Regions from separate parts of the Sus scrofa genome. Here region 1 is linked to region 2. Evidence: chromatin contacts called from public HiChIP or PLAC-seq data. All regions are on one chromosome and are shown on one strand. Each heading gives the region's core, a stretch centred on a gene start, on an enhancer-like site or on the middle of the called end of the contact. The rest is flanking DNA. Distances are from core to core; before and after follow the strand shown.

Region 1 (5,760 bases), core at 139-2,638, 130 kb after region 2:
GAAATTTGGACAGATGCACCTGGATGATTTGGTTTAAAACCAGTCATATCACAGAACTTAGTCACAGCAGCATGAAGGCCTCCCCAGGCACCTCCCTGCCCAGCTCCCACAACAGGGGCCATCAGTCCCCAAGGCCTGGCACATGGTCAGAATCCTAAAGAGAGGGAGGGAGAGACTCCCTTCCCTGCCCAGCCAAGGTCAACACCCGCCTTGGGGTTTCTGATAGAGGGTTTGGGTTCCCCCAGATGATAAGCCCACCTTCTGCAGAGAAGACCAGCTCCTGCCCACACGCAGTGACCTTATCTCACAGTCTCTCCAGGTCACAACAGTCACCTCAAATCCCTAGTAGAAGCAGGACACACTGGGTTTGGGGTGCAGATGGGATATGAACGGGGCCATTTGCTCACACTGCCTCAGTCCCGCCCTGTCCCCCTGGACCTCGGCCTCCCTGGCTGAGCCAAACTGGACAGAAGGCCTCTCATTCCTCTGCAGAAGGACGTTTAAGTTATCTGATGGGCAGAAGCACATCTGGGCAGACAAGGGGATGTGGCCCTTGTTCTCCATGGGCACAGCCTCCAAAAATGACAAGACTTTGTTGACAATTGTAGAAGTAACATATTTCAGGGCTGACGCCGCCAATATGGTGAACAGGCCCTGGAGGAAACAGCGCAGGCTCTGTGCTGGCGCAGGGGGTGAAGGTGGACACAGTGCTAGAGGGGCAGGGCCTAGACCCTCAGTCCCCCCACCTCAGGGCACTCCCTGCCCTGGGCACACATCTTGCCCCTCCTGTTGGTAGAGAAGAGTGAATTTATAATAATGGGGGCAAAAAGAGGGCATTAATCTGGAAAACCTAGTGCTCTGCTAAAGGGGTTTCTGAGTTATGGCCACAAAAATATTTTGTGAGTCTGCCATCTGCCACAGCCTGATTCTCTAACAACTTAGCAATCAGTGTTAGACCTTTGAAGGTAAAAGGATTAGCTGAAATGTGATCTGAAATATATGTGTGATATTTTGTATGCATACTCTCCTGATTTCCACTCCATTGAAAGATGTTTAACATTCAGATTGTATTTATTTTACCAGTAAAACGTGGCATCTTCAGTTTAGCTACATGATATGTAATATGACATGACTGGGAAACAGGGGCCTCTGACCGAGTTCATCTTCCAGTTACAGGATCCATCTCATTCCTCAGACACAGACTATAGCAGGGGAATTAAGGGCTAGAAAGGGTGGTAGGGAAAGCTTACAGAGCTTCAATATGCTTGAAGGCAAAAATGATCATTGATGCTAAACCATCCTGGATGTTGTTCAGTCTCTGTTGATTCAGAAGGTTTATGAGGTCCTCGTTGTGCAACAGAGCCACCCTGAGGACACTGGCCCAGGGCTGTGGAGGACACGGGAGGCCATGCTGGCTCTGGCGATGGACTCTAGAAGCTGTGCATGTAGGCCTCTGTCCACTGAGGTGGAGCACATATCATGCACAACATTTGGTCCCAGAAGCCGAAAAGTTTGGACTTCTGTTGAAATTCTAGAAGTTAGTAAAAGGACATCCCATTAGCCGTATGAAGCAGATGGTTAATGTGTACTCGTGATCATTCTTTGCAATTTATTACACCATGCACAGAGGTGTTAAGATCTGGTGGCCACATCTCTTTTTGTCCTCATATAATTTTATAAATTTAACTCTTAAAAATTCTTTGTTGGATATTAAAATTCTGTGGGCTATTAAAAAAAAAAAGATCTGGCGGGCAGTTCAGACTTGAAATAACTCATACAGCTTTTAAAGGGTCTAAGTGACGGGAATGATTTAACTTATCACAAAAGCTTCATCTAATTCCACAGCCCCCAAAATTCCCCAAACTTCTGGCAAAGCCAGACAGGGCTCCACCTCACCTCCACAGCGACACCCCCATCCCCAACCAAGAGGCTGTCCACCAGCATCTCCAGCTCACATGCCTCAGCCTGGCCCTCTTATCGCCCTCAGAAGCATCTGTGCAGTTCCCCAAGCTAGGGACTCAGGACCAACCCTCCTCTTCGCTCTCCTTCACCCCTTGCTGACTGGCCCCCAAGCTGGTAGAGCCGGTCAGAGCCACCACTCAGCAGCAACCCCTCTATTTCAGGCTTCCTCCTCCCACCTGGCTCAGCAACAATCCACCCACCAGCCTCCCGGCTCCAGGCTCCACCACTGCAGCCTCCACTCCATCTAAGCGTCATTCTTCTTGAGACCAATCTTCTTAAAAGCTTTCTAAAGGTCAAATTCAAACTCTCCAGGGGGATAAACAAAGCCTTTCAGTGTCTGCCCTCCACCAATGGTCCCTTCTCCTGCCAGCCCCCAGGCTCCCAACTCTCAGACTTGCTGTGCTATGCTTCAGGCCCTGACCCTGTGCACACTTCCCACCCCACGTTCCCTCTGCTCACACCAGCTGGGACATTCACTCATCCTCCGAGATCCTCCTAGGAAGCCTTCCCAACTCCCCTGCAGCCATGCCTCTTAGAGCCCTTATATCACCTGTTGTTTTCCTTTGTGAGTGTGTGTCCCACTAGACTCTGAGCTCCTGGGAGGGCAGGTAACTTACACCCGAGGTGTGCCATTTAGCACAAAGTGGAAGCACACACCTGGCAATACTTGAATATCAGTACTTGTCCATGGAGATCTGAGCGGTTCCATTTTGGCTGAGACAAGGGTTGAGCAAAGCAATTCTTTATAATCACTGAAGAGATGCAAAGGTAGTGGCCCTTTCCTTGTCCAAAGAGCCCCTTAATACTAGACACCACCTATTAAACATTTATACTAGGGGTCAGATTCTGCACCAAACACTTCCCACATTATCTCATTCACTACAAGCTATGAAAACTCCAGTAGTACCACAGTTTATAGGAAAACAGATTCTACAGCAGAGGGGCCCTGGAGAGGCTAAACCACATGCCCAAGGCCCGGCTCCTAGCTACTGCACCAGAGAAGCAATGGATCCAGGATGTGGACTCTGCTCCAGGTCAGGTCTCCTGAGGAATCTGCTACAGTTTCAGGGTGGTTGTGGGCAGGAGAAGGATGCTGGCTGGGTAGGAGAATTCAGGGAGACAGTCTCCCTTGCAGCAGCATTCTGATTGAATGAATGCAGTTTCTTTCCATTCTGGGCTTGCTGTAGATCACCAAGTGTATTCTAGGTGCCCTCAAAGTCCACCTGCAAAGCAGAGAAATCCAGACCCCTGGTGATCCAGCAACTGACCCATCATTGATTATGGCTTGGCAGTGAGTGCTGCAGCTTCCAGGAGACCCTAGAGTGAAAATGACTTTGGCTTTAAGTGGGCGTCCATCCCAAAAGACACACAGCATTAGTTTCTCTGCATATCTGCAAAGGACCCTCCACTGATTGGGCCCAAGTGTGGGTCTAGGGCAGCTCCTAGCTCCATATGTTCAACGCTCCCTCTCTCCAGAGGCCCATCCTCTCTCCAGTGGCAGTTAATCATGTCCTGTATCTATTCTGGGCCACATTCATTTCCCATGGTGCAAATTAAGTTCTGACAGTGTTCCTATCACATTTAATCTGTTGATTCAGACAGCCAAACCCTTCAGCTTACTGATAACTCTTCCTCTGTATTAAAAGAATGGTTTGGAGTTCCCGTTGTGGTGCAGTGGTTAACGAATCCGACTAGGAACCATGAGGTGGCGGGTTCGGTCCCTGGCCTTGCTCAGTGGGTTAAGGATCCAGCGTTGCCATGAGCTGTGGTGTAGGTAGCAGATGCAGCTTGGATCCCATGTTGCTGTGGCTCTGGCATAGGCCAGTGGCTACAGCTCCGATTAGACCCCTAGCCAGGGAACCTCCATATGCCCCAGGAGCGGCCCTAGAAAAGGCAAAAAGACCAAAAAAAAAAAAAAAAAAAAAAATTAAAATTAAAAAAATAAAAATAAAAGGATGGTTTCGCCAGAACACAAGTCCGCTTCAGAAAGACCCCCCTCCCTCCCCTTCCTCTGCCCCTCCTCAGGAAGCAAGAAAACATCACTTTGTTCAGCCCTTGTCCTTTATTCCAAAAACGCAGTGCGAGAAGGTAGCATTCCGCATACATCTTGCTAGCCAGGGGGACACCTAGTGGTGGAAGTATGAAATACAACAATGAGGAGTTAAGACTAGTCTTTAAAAAAAAACAAATCAGCTTTACTGAGGTAATGATAGGGGTGGAGTAGGCACAGGTAGTTGTAGAAGTCCTGATAAAGGACCACATTTAAAGAGGAAACAGGGGACATTGGGAGATCACTGTAAATTAATAAATTGATCAAGAAAACCATCAGCACAAAGCAGGCTTATTTTGTTAGTGGAGCCTTGAGAATTGCCTCAGGTGGCAGATGGCATCAGGCCTGCATTCATACTCAGACCAAGGGCAAGGGTTTCAGGACCACCCTTCTGCGGATTTGAATACACACTTCACCAGATACAAGGAGGAGCTAATACTCCTAGAAAGGAAGAGGCGGGCTTTTCCAACCCCCACTCCCCTTGGATAGTAAAACCTGTAGCCCATGGGATCCTCTGGGCAGAGCTTCTGTGCCTGTCCGCTTGCATCTCTCACAAGCGTCCTATCTTAATAAATCTATTTCTTGCCTATCTCCTTGTCTCTCGCTGAATTCCTTCTGTGCAGAGACATGAAGAACCTGAACCTCAGTGAGTCCAGACACAGGGTGAGTGATTCTAATTTAAAACCTTGGGTTTAGGAGTTCCTTCTAAAATTTTTTCAAAAAATCTTCAACGTGGAAAAATTTTTTTAAGATTTTTATTTTTGGAGTTCCCGTCGTGGCTCAGTGGTTAACGAATCCGACTGGGAACCATGAGGTTGCGGGTTGGGTCTCTGCGCTTGCTCAGTGGGTTGATGATCCGGCGTTGCCGTGAGCTGTGGTGTAGGTTGCAGATGCGGCTCGGATCCTGCATTACTGTAGTTCTGGTGTAGGCTGGAGACTACAGCTCGATTAGACCCTGCCTGGGAACCTCCATATGCCGCAGAAGCGGCCCAAAGAAATAGCAAAAAAAAAAAAAACAACAACAACTTGCATGATGGAAAACACTGACAAAATTGAGGGGAAAAAAAAAAAAAAAAAAAAAAAAAACCTTGGGTTTAAGTCCCAATCTGGGTTTAGGCTGGGTTCGAGTCCGATCTGCATATAGGTTCATGTCCCAATCTGTGTTCAGGCCGTTAATACTGTCATTTCAGTATGACTAACATACACTGTATATATTTAAAGTGTACAACTTGATGTCTTGACACATATACATCAGGAAATGATCACCAAATCACGCTTAATAGAACATTGTCTCTGCACAGCTACGACGTTATTTGGGGGAGTGGGTTTTGGATGGGGGGTAGGATGGAAGGGTGGTTGTGTGTGTGTGTGTGTGTGTGTGTGTGTGTGTGTGTGTGTGCGGCGTGGGCGCGTGGTGAAAAGACTTAATTTAATATCAACTCTCTTAGCAAATTTCAAGTACACAAAACAGTGATTGTTAACTATCGCCACCGTACTGTACATTAGATCTTATTACTTATTCATCTTGCATAACTGAAATTTTGCATCCTTTGAAGTTAAGAATATTCTTTTGAGCCTCTCATTTTCCTTTATTTTTTTCAGGATTTGTAAATTGTATCACTAAAGATGGAATGCTACAGATCAGAGCCTCACTACATTTTAAAAATCTGGCATTTCTAGGAAAATTGTCATCGGTCACCCTTTCTAATGCATTGGGTCCATGAGTGCATATTTAAAAACAAAACAAA
Region 2 (5,130 bases), core at 2,232-4,731:
GAGCAAGGGCAGGGACCGAACCTGCAACCTCATGGTTCCTAGTCGGATTCGTTAACCACTGCGCCACGATGGGAACTCCTCAAATTTTTTTTAAAACTTGAAAAGCACATGGAACCACCAGTCTTAAAATCTGGAGGCAAGCCCTGGAGCTCCAGCCAAATGTATTTTCCCGGGGTAGGCAGCACAGGGGAGCAGAGTCCTCTCCTCCAGCTAAGTTGTTGTCCAAAGAATGTGCCATCCCTCCAAGGCAGCTGTATTTCAGGAAAGGCACCATTACATTTCGTTGTCCCCTTTTGATTCCACAAAGGTTACGGCTAAGTACTGTGTGTCTCCAACACAGTCAAGAACTTTTAAACATAAGGATGTGAAAAAGAAAAATGAAACTAATTCAGATTACGTGATCTTTTTCTTTTGTCATTGTGGTACAAATTACATATCACCTCAGGCTTACACAAACTAGGATTTTTTTTTTTTTTAATGGCCGTACCCAAGGCATATGGAGGTTCCCAGGCAAGAGGCTGATCAGAGTTACAGCTGCAGGCCTACACCACAGCCACAGCAATGTCAGATCCGAGCCCCGAGTTTGTGACCTACACCACAGCTCATGGCAATACCGATCCCTGACCCACTGAGCAAGACCAGGGATCTGTGTTCTCATGGGCATTAATTGGGATTCGTTTCTGTTGCACCACGACAGTAACTCCCAAGCTAGGATTTTTTAAGAGCTGGCATTCAGCATTTTAAGTAAGGAACCAGAGGAAATGATTTTAAGTTGCAGACATGAGCACTGGGTGACTTTACTCTCTAGATCATCAAGTTCAGCTCTGTCTTCAGGCCTCGTGATGGTTTAAAAGCTCTCCGAAGGTCCTGTAAGTAATAGAACGTTGACACAAACTCAACCCCTGGTAGCTTCAGATAAGCTCTCTTCACTGAGACTTGGTCTCCATGCAGGAGTGTCAAAGCAAAGTGATGCTAACGTGTTTGTCTGAACACCAAGTTGGACCGATGACCTTCAATAAAAACTCTGGCACCTTCCAGCTCCCTCCTGACTGGCAGTGGCCTGTCAGAGAGCAGCTTGAAGAGGCCTTAGGATACCTACAGCTCTGAGCTGCCTTAAAGGAAGTTCTTCTGAATTTGCTAACACAGGAATCTCACCTATTGCATCATCCAAACAATACTGTTGGTAAAACATTATTAATTCTGTCAACATTGACAGAATTTGGTTATAACAGACAGTAATGGCAAAAGAATAATGGACATGTGGCTTAAGTGACAAATTTACACAATAAATCGGCAACTGACCTTAAAAAACTATTCCTCTAAGGTTTCTGAGTAGCAGATCTGGAAATGACTTCCTATAATCTAGCTCTTGCCAGAAAAGTGAAACTTGAAGAGAGGAGAACTTCCCAAACTATGATGACAAAACAAACGTCATCTTTCCTCAGCCTCTTCTTCAAACTTTCACAAAACAGCTACATCAAAAACAAAAAATGTGGCAAGACCTGGACATTTAAATAAGCACAACACTGTGGCACCTGGGGACACTTGCAGCCATTCCAAACCTCATCCAAAAGTAGCCATAGCTATGAAAACTCAACCTGTATGATATACCTGCCTCTACCTGAGTTTGTCCCAAGTCTCTATTTCTTAAATGTTCCCAATTAACTAATCACTATATTGCTGGCCACACCCAAGGCATGTGGAAATTCCCAGGCCAGGGACTGAACCTGCAGCTGCTGGCACACAGGAACTTTCTAAATGCCCCAAATTTAAAAGCCTAGGAGTTCCACTGTGGCTAGTGGTTACAACCCGACCAGTATCTGTGAGGATGTGAGTTTGATCCCTGGCCTCGCTCAGTGGGTTAAAGAACCAGCGTTGCCATGAGCTGCGGTGTAGGTTGCAGACACAGCTCAGTTCTGGTGTTGCTGTGGCTGTGTGTAGCTTGGCAGCTGTGGCTCTGATTCAACCCCTTGCTTGGGAACTTCCATGTGCCTTGGGTGAGGCCCTAAAAAGTCCCCCCCCCCAAAAAAGAACAAGACTCCCAAGCCTGGCTCCACACTGATGGGAAGCAAGGTTTCCTTTAAAAGTCCACCTTCTCAAGCCCACCCAACCAGACTGTCAACTCACACCTTAGGTTTTAAATCAACCTGACCTGCCACCTCCACCTGAAAATGCTCAATCAGCCAGAAGGCTTTGATTGGCTTTTTGTTTAAGTGTTTAAGTAAATAACTGTTTACAGTGAGATAATCATAGATGAAATTTGTGTCAGAAACTGGAATTTAAGCAGTTTCTCTTGGTCTAAAGGAAGGGGAGTTCTCTTATAGTGCTTCGGGTTAAGGATCTGGGGTTGTCCCTGCAGCTGCTCCGGTCGTTGCTGTGGCACGGGTTCCATCCCTGGCCCAGGAGTTTCCACATGCCCCAGGTGGGGCCAAAAAATAAAACAAATAAAATAAAAAATAAATTTAGAAAATAAAAGGAAGCATATTAACAGTTGGGGCACTTATTCCTGCACTAACAAGAAGCTTAGAAGTCTGAACTTTAAAAGGCAAGGGCACTTTTATAATGGTCTTAATTAAGCTCCATAACCTTGGAAGTAGGTTGGGTGAGGAAGGGGTGTGCTATTCTAACGTACACACTGATTGGCGAGAGCATCCGTCTCTAGGTTCTCGTCCACGTGTTCGTTCAAGCCACCTACCAGCACTCTCCGTCTAGGCTGCAAGGTGATAGATAGCATCATTTTTGCTTCCTATTTTCAAAAAATGCCAGACTCCTCAAATGACTCACTCCATCACAGCTCTGCGCAGCGGCACGGGCACTACTGTGGAGGCACCGCGAGAATTTCCACATGTGGCAACCCGCTTCCGATGCTGCCTTTGACCCTCCCGCAAGCGCCGCGCGCAGGAGCCACCATCGCGCGGAGGCTGGGTCACAGCCTGCACCGATGCGTCCACGCGCGATCGGAGCGCGCCTCAAACCCCGCCCAGGGGCAGGAGGGAGGTCGGACCGAGAGAGCACCGTCACCGCGCCGCGGGATCATCCCTCGCATCTGCAGCCCCGGGTCCCGCTTCTCGCCAGGCCGGTCCTCGCCGTCATAAAAATAAGGATCCAGTCCCGCGGCCCGCGTCACCCACACGCCGCGGTGCACCAGCCCGGCGCCGTCCGCAGGGAGCCGAGGGCCGATATCCCCGGCTCCGGCACAGGAAGCGGCGGCGGCTCGGGCGGCCCGGAGGCCTCAGTTGCAGCGGGAACCCAGGGGGCCGCAGGGCAGAGGCCGGAAAAGCGGCACGTCCCGGCTAGCCGAGGGCCGGCTCGCGCGCCTCTGCTGAGGCCGCCGCCTCCCAGGCTCCTGCCGGCGGAGCAGCATCAGCCTCGCGGCTCCGCTAAGACCTCGGGGCCACAGCGTGCACGGACACGGTTCCTCGCGGCAGGAGCACTCACCTCCTCCGCAGGCCAGGCGGTTCGCCGCCGGCTGTCACCGCAGCCCACTGCCTGCCCTGCACTGGCTCCGAATGCTATTTAAGGGCGCCGCCGTCGCCGCCGTGAGCTGGCTGTGCCCCAGCCCCTACCGCTGTGGAGACAGGCTGCTGCCGGTGCGCGTGCCGCGCCCGCCCTGCCCGGTTCTCAGGCCCCGCCCCATCACAGAACACGCCCCCACATCAGGTCCCGCCCACCCGCCGCGCGCCGGCCTTCCCGTCAGGTCGCGCGCGTGCCGGCCGGGCAGCAGGTGGGGGAGTTCCGGGAAGCGTTGGGGAAACGCCTCTGAAGTAGCCCTAACTGTCCCGGGATTTCATAACGAATCCGAGGGGGGCAAAGAGCAAATTGTGGCGGTTCAGCCCAGAAGTCTGCGGTGCAGTTGGAGGCCGGGAGACGCCCTTTCGTGTCTTCCTTCCGCAACCGCGTGCCCCGCTGATTTGGCGGGCGGGGGCTTTCTTTTCCTATTTTATTTGGCAACGATGTGCAGGACTCCTTTTAACCCGGTTTCACCACTGCTCCCACGTGGGGTTTTGCCACAGACCTGGCTGGGAAGGCCCCAGTCTGTACTTCTGCAGCTGCCTGGACATGAAGCAACCGAAGAGATCACCCCGGGTATAGCTGGGGCCGCGCACTGGTTCCACGTCACTAATGGCAGTGTTCACCTGCCAAGTTCTTGGGGCCTGTCTGCTGCTCAGCCCTGGCGGTGCGGTTTTGAGGGCTACTGTCTGCATCCATGCGATGCCCATTAGGGGCCTTTCAGAGGCCAGCTTTTTTCAGGCTCCTAGCCCAAATGTTATTGTTCCTCTTAGCCCCCTGAGGTCTGCTGGTACCTTAACCTCTAATAACCGAGGTCCTGGTTACAGTGGTACTTGTGTCCAGCACTGCATGGCCGGCTCTTATCTGGAACTGCTTTGAGTTTGAGGCATGAGAAGAATTATTTTTATAATGCCTCTAATAATGACAGCCTTTACTGAAACATTTCACAATTATCCTATTGAATCTTCATCATAACCTTATGAGATGGGTGCTGTCATTAGTCCCTTTTTACAGATGAGGACACAGAGGTACGGGGAGGTCGAAAGCTAGTGAGGGCAGAAGTACACTGGGCCTCAGGCAATCTGCCTCCAGAGCAGTCCGTAATAGGCGAATGTACTTGTACTGACTTTGGTGTGAGCTTGTGCTCACTCAGGCCTCATACTCAACCTTAACTATGTGACAATACTCAGGCTGACTGTATGACAGTAGCCTAAGGACTGTCACTGGGCTTCTCTCACAGTCCCAGAACATCTGAACAGTGGCCACAGTAATTGTTTCCTCCCACAGCGTTTTCAGCGCTGTGCTACAGTGATGGTGGGGGCACTCCGCATTCTGATGGCCTCTGTAACAGGTCACTTCTCCTTGAGCTCCTTCTCCATCTAGGTCTTTTTTTTTTTTTTTTTTTTGCTTTTTAAGGCCATATCTGCAGCACATGGAGGTTCCCAGGCTAGGGGTCTAATTGGAGCTGTAGCTGCCGGCCTATACCAGAGCCACAGCAACACAGGATCTGAGCCGAATCTCTGACCTACACCCCAGCTCACGGCAACACCAGATCCTTAACCCACTGATCAAGGCCAGGGATCGAACCTGCAACCTCATGGTTCCTAGTCGGATCATTTT

Evidence for each region. HiChIP or PLAC-seq counts read pairs in DNA pulled down with a chosen protein or histone mark.
Region 1: a contact with region 2 is called in an H3K27ac HiChIP or PLAC-seq map of skeletal muscle. The contact joins the enhancer-like site here to the promoter of ACSL1 in region 2. A contact is called at or near these places in 1 of 5 promoter capture datasets (liver), 6 of 47 Hi-C or Micro-C datasets (liver, psoas muscle and skeletal muscle) and 2 of 2 datasets of contacts at active chromatin or transcription factors (alveolar macrophages and skeletal muscle).

What each region holds. Positions count from the first base shown.
Region 1 is chr15:46,057,118-46,062,877 of Sscrofa11.1, forward strand. No RefSeq gene overlaps it. Among named protein-coding and RNA genes, the nearest start is that of HELT, 28 kb to the right of the region's middle. Within about 2 kb of position 1,389, at least 8 of the 83 cell types and tissues checked have an H3K27ac peak or open chromatin away from gene starts, as enhancers often do. A contact at or near this core is called in skeletal muscle, where this site is marked.
Region 2 is chr15:45,929,631-45,934,760 of Sscrofa11.1, forward strand. It overlaps ACSL1 (acyl-CoA synthetase long-chain family member 1), which reads right to left and starts at 3,482. Exons shown (of 21, transcript NM_001167629.2): 1 at 3,439-3,482.